Regions from separate parts of the Ovis aries genome. Here region 2 is linked to region 1. Evidence: chromatin contacts called from public Hi-C data. All regions are on one chromosome and are shown on one strand. The core of a region is the stretch at or near the end of the contact, and the rest is flanking DNA. Distances in the headings are between cores, read along the strand shown.

Region 1 (4,965 bases), core at 546-3,045:
CATGTGACAACCCTGTTGAGGTTCATGTTCTTATTCCTGTTTGCACAGGTGAGGAGCTGAGGCACAGAGCAGAGAAGAGCCTTGCCTAAGGCTCCAGAGTTCATGAGTAGGTGGGACAAGATTTCCTACCAGGCTATTTGATGCCAAGGCCCTGCTCTTAACCCATTATGCTCTTCTACTTTCCCTGCTTTGCAATTTACACAAGGAGAAACTAGTTGTTAGGACTTTGACTCAACTTCTCATTTTCTGGTCCCTGGATTAAGTGCTTTGAGGGTTCATTCTGGGTCAGCAGGCCCCGTATCTCAGTCAGCAGGCAGGGCCTGAGTCAAGAGGGTGACTAAACAGCCTCCCTCCCCTCTTCCCAGTCCAGCAACCAACACCCTCATCACTAAGCCTCTTCTGGAAAATGAAAATGGGAAATTATCCCAAGTCCCCATGTTCCCAAACCATGACTAATCTGCACACAGGTCAATGAAAACTTAAAAAACAAACAAACAAAGAACAACAACAACAAAAAAAACAGTGGTGTGGCAGAAGAGCGGAGGGCAAGGGTCGGGGGGCAGAGATTCCAAGACCTTTCTAACCCTCATTTTGGGTTAATAAGGAGTTGACAGAATAAACCAAATTGAAATATGATTGAATTGCTGATAATTAACATTTATAATTTTTAACCTCTCATTAAAAAAACAAAACCCTTATTAGGTTAAAGCAGCTACTAAAAATATTTCAGACTGGTCAACGTGAGCTGTTCATCCTCTGATCCCTGAAATGACAGAGTAGTAGCAGAAAGGAACCTGGGACATTATCTGGTACAATTTCTCACATTATATAAGTGAAAACTGAGGGCCAGAGAAGTGAGGGATCTCCAGTATGATATACTGAGCAGCGATAAGGCCAGGACAGATGATCAAGAATGGCGTTTTGTTTGCCAAGCTGTTCCATTCTAACAGCCCTGCTCCTGCCAGAAAACTCTGGCAACTTTCAGTGTCATTAGCCATTTTTAACAGAAGTAAGGCTCTATTAACTAGATTCAAGATGTTTTCTTCCATGTAACTGGTCTAAGAAAAAATGATCTCCACTCTACCTACTGACAATTTCCCTTCTGAAATGTGAAAAGCAGTAGGGTTCAGGAGAAAGGAAACAAACACTCTGGCATGGTTTTTAGTGGCGACAAACAAAACAAGGAAATGACGCCATAAAGGAGCCACAGCCAGCAGCCAAGAGGGTCTTCCAGGACTCTGGGTACCTGAGAGCTGAAGTCTGGGAATTATGCTGACTGCTCTTCTTTCCCATGAGCGAGACATGCTATCTGCCCCACCTCGAGTAACCACAACTCTATTAAGGCCTAAGCAGTATTGTCTGTGAAAAGGCTTTGCAAATGCTGTGCTATAGAAACTACATCACAATTTTCACTATTTCTTCACCTCTTAATGTTTCAATGTAGCATAATATTTACATAAGTAAGGGTAAAAAAATTCCTGGTTGTTGACTACACTTAACATTTAAATACATGTATGTGTAAATAAAATGTAGGCTTAGACACATTTAAACCTATATGAAGAGGCTATATGGTAAAGAACTTTGAAGTAGACCAGGATTTGAATCCGAGCCATGCCTTTAACTTGTTTCTTTCTTGAGTTCCGCATTTGTAAAATTGGCAAAACATTAGTACTTGACTCATAGGATTCTTGTGAGGATGAGTTGGGACATATAAATACTTAGAACAATAACTGGCTCAAAGTAAGGTCCAAGTTTAAGTGTGTGCCCAATTGCCGTTACAATTAGAATCACAAATCTGAGCATTACTGCCCTCTGGTGGCTGCCTAACTTAACTACAGAAATCACAACCGAGAACAGGACTGTCTACTTAGAACAGTACACATATTTCTCTGCCTTAAGGACTCTTTGTCTGTAAAACAGGGGTAACCTTTGTCCTAACAATGGCATCAGTGTACAAAGTAAAAGGTAAAACGAACTCTGAAAACTCAGAAATTTTCTGAATTATAGCACTTTCTATACACTAAAATTTTACATTAATTATCCCATTTTCAAGTTCTAGGCATTGACACAGTAAGGTATTTCATACTCAGTGCTGACCACTATTAGTTGTCGGGAGCACTAACATTATCAAAATATGCATGTTGTAACAAATCAATCAAATAAAACCCATGTCTTAACAACCATACTTATATCAACTGAAGCCTTATTTGACCCACCTTTCCAGCAGTTTCCAGTTCCTTTTTATCTCTTTTGGCATTTCCAGCCAGCAATTTCATTTCAACAATTCCTGATACAGCAATAATTGGAACAACTGATAGCAGCAAAAGGGTTAATTGCCAACCGTAGATGAATGCTATAATAATACCAGTTCCAAGGTTAGCTGTATTCTGTGCAATCAGAGCCAACCTGGTCCCAATGGCCTGGATGAGCAAAAGAAGAGAGGGAGCTGTATTTTAAGTTGCAGACCTGTGAGCTACAGCCTTCAACCTCCTGGTCAGAACCATGAGACAGGGATTTATGCCTGTGCTAACATTTGCTCTCTTTCATTACAATAAACCCAAGATTGTTGTTATTGTTTAGTTGCTCAGTCGTGTCCAACTCTTTCGCGACCCCATGGACTGCAGCATGCCAGGCTCCCTGTCGTTTACTATCTCCCAGAATTTGCTCATACTCATGTCTATTGAGTCTACGATGCCATGCAACCATCTAGTCCTCTATCGCCCCCTTCTCCTCCTGTCCTTAATCTTATCCAGCATCGAACGAGTTGGCTCTTCGCATCAGGTGCCCAAAGTAGTCTCATGCATCACTTGGGAGGCTCTGCAGGTTAGTCTCTGTCTGTGCCTTTCAACTCTCACTCCTTTCCTGGCCACATGGATTCAGCATCACAGAACCAAGTCACCATTGCTCTGCTTTGGGGAGAGGCTATGGGGCACATACACTTTTTCCTGAAGGCAATGTTTAAAGAGCAAATAAACCTTGGACACTCTTGTCATTTTAAAGCCTGTTTGCTTCACATGTATAAGAGGGAGGCTCACGAACTCCAACAGACCATCAGTTGCAAAGGGTACAGATCCTAAGAGGCCATCTTCTGGAAAGCCTTCATAAAGATGAAGTACTGTTTCCACCAATCAGAAAAAGAGGGATGTCATAGGGACATCACAGGTGACATCTTGCATTGTGCAGAAGCAATGAGCTTTGTGTAACAGGCCTCAGCTCCAAGGTTGGGGGCGAAAGCCAGGGAGAGGGCAGCATCCTCCTGAGCCAGTTATTAGTTCAGGATTGGGTATGTGACCCAAATTAAATTAGATTTAAAGGGTGTTGGTTTGGTGGTTGAGGTCCAGGTATGCCTTCTCTTTCGTGGGATGCTTATAGCTCCAGTTGCTCCCAGAAGCCACCTTGCGGCCACAACGGAAGGAGCCTCAGGGTGAAGCCAATTCTGAGGACTGAAAGCTGCTCAGAGTCAACAGACAGAGTCCTCGGTCCTTCTGGACACTTGTGAACCAATGGATCCGTCAACCTTCCTCTTTGTTGTTCAGGCCAGTTTGAGTTGTCTGTTATTTGCAGCTGAGGCAGCTTAACAGTGGCAGCTATGCCATATGTTTATCCCAAACCAAGTTAAAGAAAATCAGTAGTAGAATGAGGTCTACATACCCCTTGGACTTGGGAGGCATCCATCGCAAGTCTTGTAGAAAGTGCACCAGTACTGTTTTTATGATCATCAAACCAGCTCATGTCCTAAGGCACACAATACACCTTTAAATTAGTTCCAGATTAAAACAAGCAGAGAAAAATCGGATGAAACATCTCAAACTCTCAGTGCTGAGGAAGTACCCACTCTGAACTCGGGTGTTGGAGTTTAGGGGAGACCTCCCATGTGGTGGGGAGCTCGGGTCCCTGCCCTGAGCACACACTGGGAGCCCACAGGACCCCTCCCAGCTGTGCCCAGAAAGCGCACCAGTGGGGGCAGGGCTTATCCAAATTGCAACCGAGCTCACTGCCAGCTTCACCTGAGACCGTGGCGCCTGCGGGTCCATCCCCCACTCCTCACAACCTGTGCTCCCAGCACGTGCTCCCTGATGGGGCCACTCCTCTCACAAAGGGTGGCGGAGCTGGGCTGGACATGGCTCTTTCTTGTAAATTCTAGGCACGAGATCCTCAGCCCTGGTTTCTCACCATGTTTAGATTTGTTTATCTGAAGCAGGGATTAAAGAGGCTATCTTAGGGCTTCCCTGGTGGCTCAGTGGTAAAGAATCCACCTTCCAACACAGGAGATGCGTTTGATCCCTGGCCCAAGAAGGTCCCACATGCCGCGGGTCAATGCGAAGCCTGCGCAGCTCAACTACTGAGCCTGTGCTCTGGAGTCTGGGAGTCACAACTCCCGAAGCCCGTGTGTGCCCAGAGCCCATGCACTGCAGCATGAGACGCCCATGCACCACGACTAGAGAGCAGGCCCCTCCTGCAGCGACTAGAGAAAAGCCTGCACAGCAATGAAGACTCGGTGCCACCAAAAATAAAGAAATACAATTTAAAAAATTTCAGGTCTTAGCTATGATTTTCATTATATGCCCCTCATCCACAGAATCTTTTAATTTCATATGAAATAATTTCCCCTACATAGCAACAGTTTAAAAGACACTGAAAAAAGTCTTGCACAAAATATGATACCTGCCCTGTGCCCTCCTGTGAACTGGAATGTCATCAATTCCTGTCAATTACATGGATAATATTCTGGCCCTCTCTTGAGCCTTCTCTTTAAAATAGAGAATTTATGCTTGCACATCTTCCCACAAGTTCTGCACTAAGCTGTCACCCTCCTGATAGGGCTGACAATGCATGTGGTAGTCCCAAAGACCAGCACACCATCTGGTACATAGTGAGTGATGCTTGAGTGAACCAATAAGTGAATTAACATGGAAGAAGAGCTCAAACAAAACTCAATGGTCAACATTTGGTGACGCCCATAGT
Region 2 (4,739 bases), core at 562-3,061, 140 kb before region 1:
TATCTCTTTAAAAATTTTCCAATTTGTGGTGATCCACATAGTCAAAGGCTTTGGCATAGTCAATAAAGCAGAAATAGATGTTTTCTGGAACTCTCTTGCTTTTTCGATAATCCAACAGATGTTGGCAATTTGATCTCTGGTTCCTCTGCCTTTTCTAAATCCAGCTTGGACATATGGAAGTTGTTTGTTCACGTACTGTTGAAGGCTAGCTTGGAGAATTTTAAGCATTACATTGCTAGCGTGTGCTGCTGCTGCTAAGTCACTTCAGTCATGTCCGACTCTGTGTGACCCCATAGACGGCAGCCCACCAGGCTTCCCCATCCCTGGGATTCTCCAGGCAAGAACACTGGAGTGGGTTGCCATTTCCTTCTCCAATGCATGAAAGTGAAAAGTGAAAGTGAAGTCACTCAGTCGTGTCGGACCTTCAGCGACCCCATGGATTGCAGCCTTCCAGGCTCCTCCATCCATGGGATTTTCCAGGCAAGAGTACTGGAGTAGGGTGCCATTGCCTTCTCCGCTAGCGTGTGAGATGAGTGCAATTGTGCAGTAGTTTGAACATTCTTTGGCATTGCCTTTCTTTGGGATTGGAATGAAAACTGAGCTTTTCCAGTCCTGTGGCCACTGCTGAGTTTTCTAAATTTGCTGGTATATTGAGTGTAGCACTTTCACAGCATCGTCTTTTAGGATTTGAAACAGCTCAACTGGAACTTCATCACTTCCACTAGCTGTGTTTGTAGTGATGCTCCCTAAGGCCCACTTGCACTCCAGGAAGTCTGGCTCTAGGTGAGTGATCACACCATCATGGTTATGTGGGTCATGAAGATCTTTTTTGCATAGTTCTGTGTATTCTTGCCACCTCTTCTTAATATCTTCTGCTTCTGTTAGATCCATAGTGTTTTTGTCCTTTATTGTGCCCATCTTTGCATGAAATGTTCCCTTGTGCACACCAGGAGCCAGGAGAAAGGAGCAATGTCCCCACAAGAGACTGAACCTGACGGAAGGCCTCCTCAAGGTGGGGTTGGGGTTGGGGGGCATGGGGGACTGGGGGTGGCCAGCTGGCATGCAGTACTCTCACATGCCAGTAGGTGCCGCTCCACCACTGCCGGCCCCCGCAGGAGAATCAGAGCCACTCCTCACTGAATCTATTTCTTTAAATCTGCAACCTAGTAATTAGTAACCAGGCTGTTCTCAGGTGTATATTTTTGCCATGTCATTACCAGGAGGAGATTTGTCAGCTTTTTAGATTACTTCTTGAAGTCCCTTTAAAATTACTTCCTTTTATAGTCAGGTATTTGATGATTCTCGGTGATATGTTACATGCTGGAAACTTTCCCCAAAGTGGACAGCAATGTATGTTTTGCTTTCATTCAACATTGAGTCATTGTAGAAAATATAGTCTCAGTAAGTAATTCTGTCAAAATGCTAAGAAAGTTAAGCCTACGTTTGGCATTAGGTGGACTGCTTCAGAGGCTGAAGCCACGTGGTCTCACCACCTATGCCAGAGGGTCTGATGTGGTGAAAGCAATGGTTCTCAGCAGTGGGCAGGAAGCAGGCTCGAAGGCAGAGCAGACTGCTACCAATGTACGTGGCAATTTCGCTTTGGATTATTTTCTTCCCTGGGGGAAAAAATGGCCACAGTAAATGGCCTTCATAAACTCCACAGAGGTTCTGTTATGCAGGGAAAAGAACCCTGAGGCTATCAACGCAGCCCCTCTGGGAGCACTCCAAACTGAGGGGGAAGCATTCTTTAAACCGCTCATCCTCTGCTTATAGAGACTTGTGTCCCAGAACTAAGATCTGGTCCCAAGTGAAGACAAACTGATGATCAATGCTTCTGTTTGGACTTTGTACGGCTAAAGGGGACGCACTAGTATTATACTCTCTACTGAGACTAAAAATGGGCCTGATTTTTTAATATGAGAATATTAATAGATTTCTGGGCAAATTCTGGAAGCAGAGAAATGAACAAAGAGGAAATGACATGGTGGAGAGCTCTCTCCCTTGAGCAAAGGGGCATCTTCCAGAGAGGCTGTATTCAGAGCAACGGTTCTCATCCTTCATATGGGTTTAGACTCTGCTCTTTCTCACAGGTTTCCCTGAAGGGTGCATATGTGTAGTGGGGAAGAGGTCCATTAGGAACCTGCCATGAGATGGAACAGGTGCCCCCATTTCACGTTTGCAGAGAATCCTCCAAGGAGACCAGAAGACTTGGAGGGTCAAGCCCACATGGGACCAATCTGCTAGAGTACCTCCCATCATTCTATATTAAGATTTGAAGACTCATCCTATGGTCAGTCGTGTCTCCAAGGTGCCACTGGGATTTATTAGAGTTTTGTCCTTGGGAAATACCTAGTTTAACCACTGCATTTAGCAGATAAGGCAAGTAAAGTCTGAAGAGGAGAAATGCCCTGCCCAACATCATTCCAATTAGGAGTCAGATCGGCTCTTCTGATTCTTGCTTATGTTAATATATTCCATCCCTTCCTGAAGTTATTGAAATGATATTTTCTAGGAAAGTATATAGTGTTTCCAAAGCTCTCTTATCATCCTCATCACATGAGAAAAAAGTTCCAGCAACCCAGAGCTTACTGTTTTTTCTTTCACCACTGTTTGCTCAGAGTAAACACTCAACAGATCTGTATTGAATAAATAATATTGTAATGTTAAGAAAATATATGCTATTGTGGATGAGATGGGGACTCAAACTTTAGCCGTGTTAGGGATTTTACTGAAGTATGGGGTGCAGTTTGTACCGTGAGATACTGAAGTATCTTCCCTCTTTCTGAAGAGGTGAGTGAATACCAGGACAGGGAAAGAGGCTGTGTCCACAGAAGGGCTTAACTATTTTTTTTTTTTTTTTAAGACCTGTGATGTGGGCACAGTTATAATTTGCATATAATTTAAAGTTTTTCCCTTACGTCGAAATATCTCTAGTCTTGGCTCTTCAGCAAAGCCAGTTACAGGAGCAACAGTTTTATGTTGGTGATGTTATCCTTTCCTCTAAAGTTCAGGACAGCTGAGGAATGAGGCACTAGAAAGACATGACCTCTCAGCTCCATTACCAAAACGGTGACCTGGAGAATGGGGCTGGCCTGAAAAGCCCAGCCAAATCACCAAATCAGGAGTAGGGAAATGACGAGCTGGCTCTTGAGCTACAGAAGCTTGGCATTGGGTTTTCTTGGTAATAATTTTATTTATTTGGCTGTGCTGGGTCTTTGTTGCTGCACGGGCCTTCCTCTAGCTGCAGGGACTGGGGGCTGCTCTCTAGCTGTGCTGTGCGGGCCTCTCATTGCAGTGGCTTCCCTTGGTGCAGAGCACGGGCTCTAGGGCGTGCAGCTTTCACTAGCTGCGGTTCCTGGCCTCTAGATCACAGGCTCAGTGGTCGTGGTGCCTGGGCTTAGCTGCCCTGTGGCACATGGGATCTTCTAGAACCAGGGATCAAAGCCACATCTCCTGCATTGGCAGGCAGGTTCTTTACCACTAAGCCACCAGGGAAGCCCCTATAAGAGCTTGTTTTGAAGAGAAGTGGGCCTGGCTTGGATCCTGTAACAGGCAGGACAATGTGAAGACACTCTGGTGTCATTGTTGGCCTGGGTTGGTCTTGGGTCCCATGAGTGGTGAGAATCATGGGAATTCCCAACCTGCCTTTTATAATTGGGTCTCCTTGTTTCCCTAAGGTCGTTCCCTTTTAACACTCCTCATCCTGTAATGAGGAGGCAACAAGTAAGTACAACCTAAAACTTCAGTTTCTGGAGTTAAGCTCTGCTGCTTTCAATAGCCAGATGCAGATAGCCAGGCGTCAGGATGCTCACTGCTTGAGTAGGGAGACAGTTGGTGAGGCTGCTGCTGTGTTTACATTGGTATGAAAATGAATGCTGATTCTAATACTAGTTCTAACGTTTTAGAAAACATACCATGAGCATAACTACAATCCACCAGGAAGTATCCCTCATTCACAGGAGAGGCCAGTGATTTTCAACCAAAGGGCCCCTGTTCTCCACCATTCTACACTTTTTCATTCACAAGCTCATTCTGATGTTCTTTAAAAATAAGTTGTATAACTTGGGCAAAGATCCAGTTTCTGAAAGTGTGTATCAAGTTTGGGGTTGATATAGTTCAGGAAGAGTCTTGTTGTTTTACTGGACAACGGTTTGGTTTTAAGAAGTCAGACTGACAGTGTCCTCCCAACTATAATGTCACCGAAATGACAAACATAAATGACATATATATGAAATATATTTCTATATTATAAAATTGTGTAACCGTCTGCTCAAGGGGAAGATCACGGTGAGCCTCGCCTGCCCAGCGACTTCTCCCAGGGTGGACTCTCCCACCTGAGGGTCACTAGGCTCCTTCCATCACTGCAACTCCCCCACACCCTTATGATGGGGTGCACTTATGATCTATCAGTCTAGACCGCTGCCCGGAAACCACCTGCGGATCTTGTGAAAATGTACATTCTGACTCAGAGCCTCACAGCTCCCAGTTAACAGCTCCCAGGGCAGGACTAGTGCTTCTGGCTTTTCGACCACACTCTGAGTGTCCAGAAAAGGTCTAGGTCAGCATTCTCTAACATGGGTTCCCTGAAACTTTTTAAATGAAAAACAATAACAAATGTCCACAAACTGGAAAAGTTATCCCTAAGCCCTTCCTCAAAATACACTGTTACAAGTCTGAGGAAGTTTTATGCTCATATCAGTAATTATCTTAAACAGGACTCTCTCCATGGCTCTCTGATG

The links. A called contact is a pair of places that touch in the nucleus more often than the background predicts.
Region 2: a Hi-C map of liver shows a contact between it and region 1, with 4 times the contacts expected there. The contact joins two enhancer-like sites. A contact is called at or near these places in 9 of 16 Hi-C or Micro-C datasets (blood, hypothalamus, liver and 5 more).

Annotation. Positions count from the first base shown.
Region 1 is chr4:34,391,006-34,395,970 of ARS-UI_Ramb_v3.0, reverse strand. It overlaps LOC101122517 (phosphatidylcholine translocator ABCB4), which reads right to left. Exons shown (of 29, transcript XM_060414577.1): 21 at 3,652-3,735; 22 at 2,217-2,420. Among named protein-coding and RNA genes, the nearest start is that of CROT, 74 kb to the left of the region's middle. Within about 2 kb of position 1,795, at least 5 of the 54 cell types and tissues checked have an H3K27ac peak or open chromatin away from gene starts, as enhancers often do. A contact at or near this core is called in liver, where this site is marked.
Region 2 is chr4:34,528,658-34,533,396 of ARS-UI_Ramb_v3.0, reverse strand. No RefSeq gene overlaps it. Among named protein-coding and RNA genes, the nearest start is that of TMEM243, 24 kb to the left of the region's middle. Within about 2 kb of position 1,811, at least 1 of the 54 cell types and tissues checked has an H3K27ac peak or open chromatin away from gene starts, as enhancers often do. A contact at or near this core is called in liver, where this site is marked.